Regions from separate parts of the Mus musculus genome. Here region 2 is linked to region 1. A link is a contact called in public HiChIP or PLAC-seq data. All regions are on one chromosome and are shown on one strand. The core of a region is the stretch at or near the end of the contact, and the rest is flanking DNA. Distances in the headings are between cores, read along the strand shown. Region 1 overlaps Gm5907 (predicted gene 5907). Region 2 overlaps Arhgef10 (Rho guanine nucleotide exchange factor (GEF) 10).

Evidence for each region. HiChIP or PLAC-seq counts read pairs in DNA pulled down with a chosen protein or histone mark.
Region 2: an H3K27ac HiChIP or PLAC-seq map of regulatory T cell precursor shows a contact between it and region 1, with 10 times the contacts expected there. The contact joins two enhancer-like sites. A contact is called at or near these places in 1 of 484 Hi-C or Micro-C datasets (the HL-1 cell line) and 3 of 115 datasets of contacts at active chromatin or transcription factors (T-cell acute lymphoblastic leukemia, double positive thymocytes and regulatory T cell precursor).

What each region holds. Positions count from the first base shown.
Region 1 is chr8:13,987,507-13,994,728 of GRCm38.p6, forward strand. The region is part of intron 1 of Gm5907 (predicted gene 5907); the gene reads left to right. Among named protein-coding and RNA genes, the nearest start is that of Gm5907, 5.0 kb to the left of the region's middle. Within about 2 kb of position 5,250, at least 64 of the 459 cell types and tissues checked have an H3K27ac peak or open chromatin away from gene starts, as enhancers often do. A contact at or near this core is called in T-cell acute lymphoblastic leukemia, double positive thymocytes and regulatory T cell precursor, where this site is marked.
Region 2 is chr8:14,987,932-14,995,147 of GRCm38.p6, forward strand. It overlaps Arhgef10 (Rho guanine nucleotide exchange factor (GEF) 10), which reads left to right. Exons shown (of 29, transcript NM_172751.3): 27 at 3,129-3,303. It overlaps Gm35149 (a long non-coding RNA gene), which reads right to left. Exons shown (of 2, transcript XR_001778521.2): 2 at 6,203-6,798. Among named protein-coding and RNA genes, the nearest start is that of Gm35149, 5.0 kb to the right of the region's middle. Within about 2 kb of position 4,375, at least 273 of the 459 cell types and tissues checked have an H3K27ac peak or open chromatin away from gene starts, as enhancers often do. A contact at or near this core is called in T-cell acute lymphoblastic leukemia, double positive thymocytes and regulatory T cell precursor, where this site is marked.

The DNA.
Region 1 (7,222 bases), core at 4,000-6,499:
AAAAGAAAAAGTCAATTGAGAAAATGCTTCTGAGAGATCCAACTGTAGGGCATTTTCTTATACAGAGGTTGATGGGGGGAAGGGCCCAGCCCATTGTAGGTGGGGCTATCCCCTGGGCTGGTGGTTCCGGGTTTTATAAGAAATCTGTGCTAAGCAAACCTTGAGGAGCAAGTCAGTAAGCAGCACCCTCGGGACCTCTGCATCAGTTCCTGCCTCCAGGTTCCGTTTGGGAAGCTATATCTACAGATTGGAAATGTTTTAAAACTATACACCTACAAAAGGGCTCTATATCCCAACAGCTAAATTGTTCCTAATCTGATAGGCTCATTTTCTTCTAGGTTACTAATGTTATCCTCCTCCCCCATGGTTAAAATCTAGGAGACGCCACCCGGAAAAAGTTAGAGCTCTTTCGCTGCAGTGACATTTCTGTGGTGGTTAGAGACAACTCCATGTTTCCATTGTTAATCTCATAGTTGCTGGACATGCTGGCTACCAATAAATTAGAGCCTTGTTGTATTGGTGACAGTGTCTTGGGAGAAGTCATGCCAAAGTTAGTTACGTGAATATAGCGACTGTCAATAGGTCCCAGGAGGCTACAGGGCCACTATGGAGGAGCCCCTATTGAGAGTTAAAGTCCTATTTATTGTCTTTACCTTGCTTATCCAGGCTTCACCAAGATTTCCTACCTAGTTTAGTGTTCCTTGTACAAAGCAGACTCCTGCAGCCAGCCAGGGTGGGGGCCCACAGAGGGTGGGGTTCCAGTGGCCTACTGGAGTCTGTACCCAGAACTAAAAGCTTACAGTGGTTAGAGTTTCTAGGTCCCTGGTGGGGGCCATGTGCAGGTCTGGGGCCTCACTGGCAAGTCTCAGTGTGGATGGGTAAAACGGGGTGCCTTTCTCTGCAAACAGGGCAAAAGTCAGTGATAGAACAAGCTCTGCCCACTGAGGCTGATTATCACAGAGGCCACGTCTATGTGGTCTCTGGACTGACTGTGTGCAGGGCACTTGACTCCTACAGGGAAAATAAGGAGTTAGAGCAATGATGCAGCTAGCTCTAGCCAGCCAGACTGGCAGGGGGAATCTGTACTTCCCTCACCTCCCGCTGTGTAGTTCCCGGAGGCTCAGACACAGTGCCCCAGATAGGACCTGAACACTCCGCCCAGCTCCATCTCAAGCTGCTGCTGACAGATCAGACTTCTCTGTCCTCTGTGGGACTGTCTACTCTCCCCTAGACTCCAGCACAAGACGCACAGATGTCCTCATTTGCTCCCAAGAACACGCAGTTGTCTTTGGCACAGAGGCCCCGGCCGTGAAGGCAGCAGCGAGCGAGGGATGGTTCCTTTCTCTATAGCTCTGTGTTCTCTCGTGCTACTTTCACGATAAATAATTTTCAAGGTCGGCCAGGGCACATGCAGTGCACTGAATAATCAGAACCCACATCAAAATGTAGTTTCATTTCATTTGTTTTAATTCAAAAGCCAAAATCACTTTTCTAGTTTGAAAATCACACCCCATGGCTTCCAGGTCTTTTATCCCTGTGCCAATAGCACCATTTTCTCCCAGTGGGTTTCTCTGTCTTACTGATGGCCACTCTTCCCCTCTAATTTTTTTTTTTTTTTTTTACCCAGCAAGTGTCCCTAGAGCAAGGTCAACATCAGTGGAGCATTTAGGTGAGCCACACGGTGGTGACACATCAATTTTCCTGTATACTATCCCATGATTGTGATAGTACTGCCTGCTAGGACTGAAGACATTTCCCAGACAAAGCAATTTGCATAGGTAAATGTGTGTGTGTGTGTGTGTGTCTACCACGCCCAAGTATGACACCTGGAATGGGTCCCCCAAACCCATGCCCTGGTTTTGCCAGAACAAGTCACTCACTTGTAATTTTGGGAGGTTTCACTTGGACATGGAAAGCCAACATTGACTCCGGGAGTCTTATATGTCATTCTTTTCTTTTTTTAAAGACTTATTTATTATTATATGTAAGTACACAGTAGCTGACTTCAGACACTCCAGAAGAAGATGTCAGATCTCATTACTGATGGTTGTGAGCCACCATGTGATTGCTGGGATTTGAACTCAGGACCTTTGGAAGAGCAGTCAGTGCTCTTAACCACTGAGTCTCCAGCCCCTTATATGTGGTGTAGAAATGCTGCATTTGTTTCTGTGGTTTCTCATGCTGTATTGATTGTGATGTCGTTTATGTTGCTACCAGGAGGGCAGTGTGATCTACAGGGAAGAGAGCACTAGCCCATATCACCGTTGCCGGGCTGGCCTTCAAGACTCATAAAGAGAAACGTATGGGAACTCCTGGCTGTTTACAGCCTTCCCACGAGGCCCACTGCCCACTTGGACTATTGACTTTGCCATTTTCTATATTTCCCAACACACAACGCTAGATACCAGTGCGTTGTCATCTGAGTGTGGAACAAGACGGTGCTCTCAAGAGCACTGGCCCGCAGGTACTCAGAAGGCTCCTTGATCACTGGTTTGTCTACTTTTGCTTGACAAGACCATGTTAAGATGCAGCAGGTCCTTCAGGTTATGAGTGCCTCAGGCTCACTCTTCCCAAAGGCTCATCCTAGTAATGTTGTGTGGGCAGCATCCACAGCTAAACACAACCTGAATCCCATGACCTTATTTTATCCCAGGCAGACCACAGCCCGAGGGCTCAGCTTCCAACTAGAAACCCACGTGAAATGTGAGGCAATAGAGGACATGGACATTTGTCACAGCACCCTCTAGTCCTTTTGACATTCAAGGAACTCTAGGAGAGTGTTGCACTATTGGTGGTGTGTGTGTGTGTGTGTGTGTGTGTCTTTTCACATGCCTTCTTTCTTCTGTGTTTCTCCAGTGTGTGTGTGTGTGTGTCTGTTCACATGCCTTCTTTCTTCTGTGTTTCTCCATTGTGTGTGTGTTTGTTTGTGTGTGTGTGTGTCTTTTCACATGCCTTCTTTCTTCTGTGTTTCTCCAGTGTGTGTGTGTGTGTGTGTGTGTCTGTTCACATGCCTTCTTTCTTCTGTGTTTCTCCAGTGTGTGTGTGTGTTTGTTTGTGTGTGTGTGTCTTTTCATATGTCTTCTTTCTTCTGTGTTTCTCCAGTGTGTGTGTGTGTGTGTGTGTGTGTGTCTGTTCACATGCCTTCTTTCTTCTGTGTTTCTCCAGTGTGTGTGTGTGTGTTTGTTTGTGTGTGTGTGTCTTTTCACATGCCTTCTTTCTTCTGTGTTTCTCCAGTGTGTGTGTGTGTGTTTGTTTGTGTGTGTGTGTGTGTCTTTTCACATGTCTTCTTTCTTCTGTGTTTCTCCAGTGTGTGTGTGTGTGTGTGTGTGTATTTGCATTGCTGGGGGATTCACTTGCTTAGGCAAGTGCCCCAGCTTTAAGCAGCATCAGATCACTGGTTTTTTGATGGAGTCTACAAGGCTGTCCATGGTGAATTCAAGGTCTGTCTTCCCCAAAGCAGCTAGAGTTACAGGATGCAGGTCAAGCAGACAAAGTGTACCTCGCCCTGCCCCTCAAGGAACAAAGATAGCTCAGCTCTTTCCCATTGCACGAGACCTCGGGCACTCAGTGCTGGCCACAAGGAACCTGGACCTCACCAGATGTGAACACTGGGGCACTATGGGTACCATTCTTGGACCTGTGCAGTTCATAACCTTGAGATGTTCTATCTGCAGCGGAGTGCCTATTCCCCAGAACACCTTTAGGCCTCCTTTCCCTTTCCTGCCATCAGTTGGAGGGAACAGACTTCTTTGGGGACAGTCATTGTGGTTTCCTCATGGTGCAGCAGGCTGCTGCTCCCCCCTCCCCCAGCTCCAAGCCTGGGAAATATCAGTCAAGGGCCCTGGAGCTCAGATCTGACCAGGCTGTCAGTCTGTTTCACTGTCTTCCACGGAGTCTCCTTTTGTTTCATGCCTGTACACTGGGTTGGGTTTTGAACTGAAGAACTTAAGTGTTAGGAACAGGCGAAGACATGCCATGTCTGTTTCTCTCCAATGGTGGAAGTCCTAGGAATCACTCCCTTGGGATTTCCTTCAGGAAAGACCCTTAGCTACCGAGGGTGTTTTCGATCGATTCCACTGATGGCTCGTTTTCAGGATAAACGTTTTTTCTTTGAGCTTTTTTTTTTTTTTTTTTTTTTTTTTTTTTTTTGTGGTTCTGGAGATCAGACCCAGAGCCTCCACATGCCAACTGCACACTCCAGCACCAAGCACGACCCAACCTGCTCATTTTTCCTTCCTGTATCCTATAATCTTAACCACGGATTGATTTCTTCCTAGGAAGCAACGTTACAGATGTTCCTGCTTTTCTTCTGTGCGCTGTGATTTCAGCTCAAATTCATGCAATGAGTTGGTTTTTCATTTGTTTTGTTTGTTTGTTGTGTTTTGTTTCGTTTTTTTCACCTGCATATACTGATTTTCAAGGAAGGTTAGTACTGGACAGTCACACAAGGGTGTTTTGTCCGGGGCAGCCATCCTGGAGCTGAGCTGCATTCAATGACTGTGGAACCCTGCTCTGTCCCTAGACCAGGACCCTATCCAGCAAATAATCAAAAGGTGCTGATGGAACTGTGTGACCGGGGCCTCTCCTCACCTCTGGGAGGCTGGCATTAGAGTGCCTCAGAGAGCTGGCGGTGGAGAAAGCAAGAGCAGAAGCTGCCCCCAAACACCCGGAGCGCAGTGGCTGTGTTAGGACCAACCTCAGCCATCTTGGTCGGAAGAAGATCCAATATTATCACGCCTAAAACTCGCTTCTTTGCCATATTGATGATTTTGATTTAAAAGGAATTGAGAACCAATTAGTGTTGAGCAAATTCTACTTTTCACCTCTATTGCCTTGAATAAAGTACACACTTTCCCTTTGTGCACATACATAAAAGGAATGTTGCCAACAAATGGCTCCGGCCAGGAAGAGAGTGGTACTCACAAGCTTTGATCAGCGGAGGAATCTGCCTTGTGGCACAGCTGCCCCTGACTGCCCACACCCTCTCTGTAGAGCCCCATAGCATTTACGCTCCTGTGAGCCACTGCGCATGTGTGGACACCGAAATGCTTTTCTCCTATTACTTTCACGTTAAAATGAATTCATAGACTGGCTTAAGAACCGAAACTGGCAGGAGGAAGTGATTTGCTTTCCACCTAGAGCCCATATTTACTTTCTATTACCATTCTGACTCTTTTGTTCAGTGTCTAAAGTGGAAGAGTGTAACTTCCTATGGCTTTGTGTGGCTGGCCAGATGCACAGCCTTGCCACCTCAGGAGGAAGTCGTCCTCCACCCACCCACCCCCAGCCCCCCCGCACTGTACCGCAGCTTGGAGATCTAGATGTCACATGAAAAATAAGGGCTCAAACTGCTTTGTGGCAGTAGGGTGCCAGACTTTAGGGCTCATGCCTCTACCTGAAGTACAGTGGCCTAACGTTGCTCTGTGCCTGGCTGGTTTTCTGTACAATTAAGTTCATTTAAACACAGGGCTCCCTGGCCAAAATGTCATGGTGAAAACCACCAACCCAGTTCAACCTCTTTATTTTCTCCGTGGCTCCCTCGCGGGGGGAATGTACTTTACTATAGGTCAGAGAGTGAGTGGTTTGGCAGAGCTGCCTAGACCAGTCCCGAGGCCCCAGCAGCATCACAGAGACCTACCGCAGCTCCGAGCCCTGAGACCCAGCGCAGTCCTCTTGGATCTCACCCGGTCCACGTAAAAGTCTGTGCCTCCTGCCAAAGGTCACCGAGTTCAACCCGCCTCTAGCCAGAGCCCCACGGCCACAAAAATTACAGTTTTTGAAAGCCCAGAATGGCATCTTCAGTGTACAGTGTGTGTGTGTGTGTGTGTGTGTGTGTGTGTGTGTGTGTGTGTGTGTGTTGTGGCTCTGAAGGAGATGGACCCTTTTAGGGAAAGGAAAGGACAGAAAAAACCCAAAGCAAAAAACAAGACAGCCTTGAATAGCCATTCTGCTGACCCCAAACAACTGTAAACAGTAGCAATAGAAAAAACATTTAACCTCTGAGTTCTGCTCCTAGAAAACAAGACAATGCACGGGCTACTGTTTCGGACAGAGCAGCGGGCCCCTCCCCTTGACACACCCTCCAAGGCCTCTAAGACCCCCTTATGCTAATCCCTGGTTTCACGTGGGTCTTTTTCTCCAGTATAGTTCAAACAACTACACTGAGGTTTCTCAACTCCCCCCACATCTGCTTTAACACAGCAAAAAACACACATGAGTTTGCCTAACATCTGCTCGCTTCTCAGTGTTGTTCCTAGGAGGATGTGAACCAGTGGTCTACGTAATAGTGGAAATGCCGTCCTTGGGTGTTCTAGTCACTAACAATTAAAAAACTATTATTGTTAACCAAGAGCAGTTACTGGTATATAATCCCCTGCCCCCCCCCCCCCACAGTACAGTTATACTTGAGAGACCATGTTCTTTATTTAGAGAGAACAAAATTAACTACTTTTTTTTTTTTTTTCCAAACAGGGAAAGGCATGAATACAGTCCCTTGACACACAAAGCAGGCAATCAAGTTTCACACAGTTGGGAGAGTCTTTGGGATTGCGTGCTCTCTGTAATGGGAGCCTGGGTGGTGGTGGTGGTGGTGGTGGTGGTGGTGGTGGTGGTGATGGTGGTGGTGGTGGTGGTGGTGGCGGTGGTGGTGGCGGCGGCGGTGGTGGTGGTAGTGGTGGTGGTGGTGGTGGTGGTAGTGGTGGTGGTGGTGGTGGTGGTGGTGGTGGTGGCGGTGGTGGTGGCGGTGGTGGTGGTGGTGGTAGTGGTGGTGGTGGTGGTGGTGGTGGTGGTGGTAGGGCATTTTACGATCACAATGTCTCCCCTACCTGATAAATTTCTTTTTAATGACTGAAGAATCATATTCTTATTGCACAAAAATAAGAAAATTCAGTAAGATATACAGACGGAAACACAAAACAATCCATTCTCAGAAGTAGCCTTGAGGAACATTTGAATGTATTTTTTCCAGTATTTAAACACATACCTGAGGTCAGACTCCTATGGTATTTGAACTGCATTTGAAAATTAACAGACTTTTGGACTGGAGATGTCTCTGAGCTGCAGATGGATTCCTCAGCAGGTACGTGTCACTGTATCAGGCTAAAATTATCGTTTAAATTTTTAAAATAATATTTAGGTATCTTGAGATCAGGGACACAAAGGAAAGTCGCCTTGTATGGGGAGATCAAGTGTCTCAAAGTGAGTTTGGATAAAACAGCGCAAA
Region 2 (7,216 bases), core at 3,125-5,624, 1.0 Mb after region 1:
CATACTGCTGTGTACCTGCCAAGTACCATGTACCGTAGAGCAGACCCTGGCATTGTGCCCAGCCACGGGACAGTGTCGGGTGCTGTGGAGCTCTGGTGACTCCATTCTGCCCAGCCCTCAGCAGGCATGGTAAAGCCATGCCCAGGTCAGAACTGGCCTTGTAATGTCCAATCACTGTATCTGCCCTGAGTCTGTGTATATGGTTATGGTTGCAAAAAGCAAACCATAGGGCCTTGTCACCACTTCCATAAAGATAAGCAGAGTTCACAAGGAAGGCATGGGAAGGGATACAGAGAGTGTCATAGTGATGTGACTCCAGGAGGAACTGTAGTCCTCAGGTTGAAGTGTGGACCAAGTGATGACCAAGTGAGAGGGCAGAGCGGGTCTGACAGGGCCAGGAGGACCCCACAGTAGCAGGAACCTAGATCTCTCAGCCCAGTGTATGGGATCCAGGGCAAGAGGTCTGGGCTTCCTCCCAGCTTCCTGGTCTGCAGGCAGAGATGGGAACAGCCAAGTCTGCTGGAGCTAGCGCCTTGGTCCTTAAGGCCCTGATGCAGACGTCACATCGCCCACTTTCCATGTGATATTGAGCATCCAGAGACCCTAGATACCGACCAGGTGTTATGAAATGTGCTTTCTTGGAAGATGACCCTGCCACTCCATCAAGTGCTTGAGAAGGTTGCTGGGGACTGGAGACCCTGGAGCTGCAGCTGGCCACATGTGCTTCCGGGGAAGGCTGGGTAGGTGTGTGACATGGAGAGGAAGGAGGGACCCGCTGTTTGATCCTCCGGTTTCTTGCTCTGCTTTCTCAAGCCTCCCTGAAAGTCCTGTGACTCAGCTTCCGCAGGTTCCCTGGGGCAGTCACTGTTCCACCCTGAACTCAAATGACGGGCAGCCCTGATCAAGATTTGTGCCCCCAAATGCGCAGAGGACCATCTATCCCTGCAGACAGTTCTGCACCCTCCGAGAGCACAGGACAACGGGTGGGAAGGGAAGGCTCCTTCAGTTCAGCACTTACAGAAACCCGGTAATGCAAGGCAAACTGTCCTGCCTTGACCTCCACAGAGTAACTGCAATGAGGAAGTGATGCTAATTTCCAGAGCTGGGCAGGTATGAGCTTAGCTGTGTCATGAGAACAGTACACAGAGCAGTCTGACCCTCCGCTGACCCCACGTCCCTTGCTTGGACCAGGCATGAGATTCAGAGCCACCTCTTTCTCCAGTCCCTGGCACTGGATCACAGCCCCCCCCCTGCACCCCCACCAAGGCACCCCAGCTGCCTCAGGGGCAGGGTCCTGGGCAGGGGACGTGCATTCCTTGTGTCTGGATTACAAGCTCTACGTGGAAGGTCCCTGCTTCTTTGTGACCTGAGTTCAATCGCAGTGATCTACCCAATGTGCTAAGGCCAGAGTTACGCAGGAAGCAGAGGTGTCTGTCGATCCAGACTTCCTCCTCCAGTGATGCCTGACTGTGCAGGGTGTGTGTGGGTGGACGGGTGTGCATCTCAGAACCCTGAAGACCATGCCAGCACCGAGACTAGTGGGCAGCAGCCTTCTTCAGCATCCCAGGAAGTGTCCCTGTACCCAGCCTGAGCTCCAGAGTGAAGCAGACAGCCCCTGTGGGGGTGGCAGTGCCGGCCACAGAGTCCATTCTCCGTGCGAAGGCATCTAGGAAGACTGTCCCCAGGGCCGTCCAGTGAACATCAGACAGACCGTGCACAACATGAACCCACAGAGAGGAGTCTGGGGGCCAGGCCAGTGCTAGCGTCTCAGGGCACATAGAGGAAGCTGTGTGTTGGCATGGCAACAGCGTAAGTGAACACACAAAGAGGACTCAGGGGCCCGCCTCCTCCTCTGCCCACACAGAGTTGACTGTTATTACCTGAGATGCTGGGGTTGGGCTGAGTGGGTGTTGTCGGGTTGGACGGAGGAGAATTTGCTAAGCTATAGTCTTGAATACAGAATCCCTAAGGAATCTGGGACAACACTGGCAGATTAAAAAAATCAAACAAAACATCAACAACAACAAGAAAACCTAAAATTCAGCAAGGTCGGAGGTTACAAGATCAATATCCAAAAATCAATCTAGTTTGTGTGTGCCAGCATCAAGCAGCCTGAAAAACAGGCCGAGGAGACAAGGTTGGGAGACATCCCCATACAGCTCCTAACCTGGGTTCTGCCACCACAGACAAGCAAAGCCACTCCTACCCTGGAATCTTCCATTGAAATGAGATACAGTTAATGCAGGCTGTAGCTTAGCTCAGCCCAGCTCTTCTGGGAGCATCTGTGTGGGTGTGGGTTACTGCAACCTTGGCAAGCCTGTTGCCTCTGCGATTGATGGGTCATGTGCTGCGCACCCTTGTTCTCTTAGGACACAGAGCTATGTCTGTCCCCGTCTCTCCCCTCACCCCCACCCCTGAGCATTTTAAGTTGTTGAGATTTAGAGAGGCAAGATTGATGCTGACTGTGAATTACTTGACTTTCTGTGGTGCTGTTACGCCGCACCTTGGCTTGGCTTTGGCCTCTACACCCCCTCTGGTCTCAAGATGACCGTATAGCTGAGGTGTGCCAGCAAGGCCTTGTGCGGTAACGATGCCGTGAGGGTGCCCATTGGGGAATGAGTGCCCTGTGGGCAGGGCTGCTTGCTTCAGGCAGGGCTCAAGGGAAGCAACCCTAGGACTGTTACGTCTGAGGGAGAGCGGCAGGCTTTATCTGGATTGGAGAGAAGGACCTCCTCCCAGGTACCCACGGCTGTGCTGCTCAGTGGGCTGGGTCTCCTTAGGGATCTAAGCCAGCAGCCATTCGCCCTGTAGCCCCTTTCATGTTGTGTTGAGTTTGTTCTCTCAGCTTGTGAAGGTACCATGATAAAAGGCAAGTAGCGTTGGGTTCTGTGAGTGACTTGCCTGCTCGGGGAAGCCTCAAGAGCGTTGTGCCCACGGGTGCTATTCTGTGGCTGTGAACGGAGGCCACTGCTCTGACAGTCACGGGTTTGATCTCTACCCAGACCCCATGATCCCCAGGAGTGACTCAGCCTAGCCCCGCCGTGTGGCATCTTTGCCCTCAGCACTGTTGTAGACTCTGGCTGTACCCCTCGATACCCTGTGTGACCTCATTTCCTCCATTCCCCCAGAATCAGCTGGAGGCCCACCAAGATGAAGGGATGGTCATCTCCCACATGGCTGTGGCTGGCGTTGGCATCTGGATTGCCTTCACCTCGGGGTCCACCCTCCGCCTCTTCCACACAGAGACCTTGAAGCACCTGCAGGATGTCAACATTGATGCCCCTGTGCATAGCATGCTGCCAGGTACTGCCCCCAGGAAGGCAGGGTTCTAATGTCCTTGTCCCTCATACAGCCTGCAACCGGGTCCCTCAGAAGGAAGGGGAAAGGGCAGCAGATGTTCAAGGGACATCAGCTGCTAAGGCACACATAGCCAATGTGGACCATAGCCCCTGGGTGTTCACATGTGCCCTGTGTGTATAGGCGCACAGCTACTGTGTGTAGTACTTGGCATGGCTTCATGTGTGAGCATGTATATGAACATGTAGCCTGTAAAGACAGGTATACATCCTGTCTACAAATATAATGAAGACTGCATTAATGGCCACAGTGGACCACATAGTGGCACCAGAGGCAAGACCGGGAAAAATAAATCGTCCTAAATATATCCATGGCCAATAGGAATCACTGAAAACTTTGAACAGGGAGAGGAGAGAGGCCATGCCAGGGTGGATTTGGGGAGGATGGTCTTGTAGGGAGAGGCTCAAGTGCATCTTGCTGGCCCTTTGTCCACAGGGTTCTGCCTAACAGGCTGCAGGGGGAGCGTGGGAGAAAGATGGGAACAGTGAGCACAGTAATGGGCGGAGTTAGAAAGTAAGTGATGGGCGTGGGGGCGTGGCCACTTGTCAACTCATGTGTTGGATAGCGTTTGCTAAGCCATTCCAGGCGCCTTGGAAAAGCATAACAACAACTCAGGGGTCATGATGCCGACATGAGGAGTGATGGGGAGGCAGAGAGGCAAGACAGGTGCCAACTGATAAGATCTGCTGAGACCTGAGGACACAAGGCATCTAGGGCTGCTGACCAGCATTTCCCTGTGGGATTGGCCGCTGACCGTTTTTTTTTTTTTTTTTTAGATAATTGTAGGCTATTTTATTTCGTTAGGAATATGGAGGGTTTTTTTTTTAAATACATGTTATTTTTAGAAAACAAAAGTGATTCAGCATCAAGGCTGCCCCCCGCCCCCAGCATGCTTCTGTGGATCATCTGGACAGGTGTTTGCTGTTGGCATCTGTCCTCGCCCTTAGACAGAAACCGTGTCAGAGTCACCAGCCGCCAGCACATGCTTGCATCCGGCCAGAGAATGCCCTGCACTCTCTATTGACATGGGAAGGGACAGGAGTTAGATTGTTCTGGGGCCCAGATCCTGACTCTGGTGCCCTGTGGCCTCCAGGGAAGCAGCTGTGGTTGCCATGGTTCCTGGAATCCTGAGAACCAACCACAGGAATGTGTGGGGTCACACAGTGCCTCCATCTGAGGGCAGGGGAAGGGGTGGGTGGGTGAGGGTGGGGGCTGCCTTGTGTTCATCTGCCTGCAGTTTCTGTCAGAGACTGGGAGAAGGAGGCATTGGCCAGTGAGTGAAGTGTGTGTGTGTGTGTGTGTGTGTGTGTGTGTGTGTGTGTGAGTGTGTGTGTGTTTATGAAAATAATCCTCGTACATGATACAGTGCAATGGAACAGCAAGACCATCAGGTGAACAGTGAGGCAGCTGTGAGGCTCTCCATCTTGCCGACCCTCTGTTAACTGGTGTTTCCCATGACCTCGGTGTGTACCTAATTTAAAAAAAATGACCTGTGGGCTGCTCTCCTCTGTCCGGCTTCCGAGCAGATCCACTGGCAATCCTTGCTACTGACTCAGGCCAGCAGGGTGCGTACGAACGTGCGAGGGCACACTTGCCCACTTCCTCTCCCCTGCCTGGTACTGACCCGGTGTGGGTACAGGCTCCTCCCTCCCAGGCAGGCAGCCAGTGCTGACTGGGAAACACTGACTAACCGGCCGGCTCGGGTGTGCAGTGTTCTGTCTGTAGCTGAGGTGCACTGCAGGGCACTCTTGTGTTTCTTTCCGCTCGCCTGTAGCCATGGCTGCCCCTCCTCAGCCTCCTGCTCTGCTTCCAGTTGGCCAAGCATTGACTGTTCCCAACCTTCCCTACAAAGCCTGGCCCTCCTTGGCACCACCAGATTCATGGGACTGTTTTCCATTTTCCAGAGGCCCACCCACCTCACCGATCAAAGGGCATGCCAGAGTCTCTTGAAAGTGTTATGGTTTGAATATAGCACTGCCCCTTGACAGCCTGTGGGTTTAAGGTTAGGGACAGTTGGACCATGAGGGCTCTGGCCTAATCCAACGGTGGCTTCATACTTCAATGGTGTTGAGAGGTAGAGGAAACTAGGAAATGGGGTGTAGTTAGAGGAGGCGTGTTGCTGGAGGAATGCCTTGGACACATGCCCCCCACCCCACTCCTCCACACAGCTCCTAACCTTTCTCAGCTATCATGAGATGAACAGCTTTCCTCCACACACCCTTCTGTCATATGCTGGCTTGCCAGCAGCATAGAAGCCATGGAACTACTGAAAGCATGGGCCGGAGTCATTTGTCCTTTTAAGTTGCTAATGTCAGGTATTTGGTCACAGCCGTGGACGATGGACTGATAGAAGTCATGTTGGACACAGCAGGGGTGGGGGAGACCCTCTGTCACAGATTTTGATCTGCTTCTGTGTAGCTCGTTGTGCTTCTTATTCGTGTGTGGGTGGGACAGACAGGTGTGTCAGACCAGAATGGACTGGGAAGCCTGGGGCTGAAGGGAAGACATTCTGCAGTGTCTTGTGCCAGCTATTAAGTGGCTTCCACTCCACCTTTGGGAGGCCTTATCAGGCTCTCAGCCTCCAGTGTTCTTCCAGTGGTCTTGTGGAGCTATCCCCAGCCTGGCCACTAGGGAAGACTAACCCAGTCGAACTCTGCCTGAACGAGAACCCCCGTTCTGTCTCCCATGTCCAACAGTAGTTCCTAGCATCCCAGAACATGCCTGGTGGGCTGTCTGATCTCTGGCACACACACACACACACACACACACACACACACACACACACACACACACACACACAAACGCTGTGGTTTAGATAGAATAAAGACAGTGTTTCAGAGCAGTGTTCACCGCAGCCTGAGTGTTTGAGCCACTAATGTACTACTGCGCGCAGAAAGTGCCCACGCAGGCGTGTGTGGAAACAGCACAGGCAAGCGTCTTTTCATGTCATTGTAAAAACCCAACTGGGTCCTGCTGATGGAGACACACTGAGCCAAAAAGAACAAAATTTCGAGAAAAAAAAAAGATGCTGTAACCATCAGAACTTAATCAGAGCACTCTCCTCTAAGACCACCCTGTGGACCACATGAATTGGGGTCTCAGAAGGTCGCCTTCCCCTTCCTCGTAGAATTCAGTTCTGAGGCCGTTCGGCACAGGCTCCTAACGTAAACCACCACACTGTGCACTCTCGGCCCAGCAGTAGACCTTAGCCAGGGGCAGGCGTGGGACTCAGCGAGCAAAGAAACAGAAGGTGTGGCTGCAGTGTGGGAAGGCCCCAGGCAGCCCCGGGGTTGCTGCACAGGTGTTTCCTGTCCTGTCCTCTGAACTCAGAGCAAGCAGAGAGGGGTGACAGAGGTGCTGGGCCACACTCAACCTCCTGTGTCCCCGTGGAGCGGATACAGCGTCCAGAAGTGATGCAGTCAAGTCAAAGGGCCAAGTTTCCTATTAAAAAAAAAAAATGAGTGTGAGTCTTCTAAGTGCCACGGCCCTAGTCATCAGGGGGCTGTGAGTTATCTTGTGCTCATGGCTATGTGTGGATGGGGGACTGTGAGTTAGCTTGTGCTCATGGCTATGTGTGGATGGGGGCTGTGAGTTAGCTTGTGCTCATGGCTATGTGTGGATGGGGGCTGTGAGTTAGTTTGTGCTCATGGCTATGTGTGGATGGGGGCTGTGAGTTAGCTTGTGCTCATGGCTATGTGTGGATGGGGACTGGATGGGGGCTGTGAGTTAGCTTGTGCTCGTGGCTATGTGTGGATGGGGGCTGTGAGTTAGCTTGTGCTCATGGCTATGTGTGGATGGGGGCTGTGAGTTAGCTTGTGCTCATGGCTATGTGTGGATGGGGGCTGTGAGTTAGCTTGTG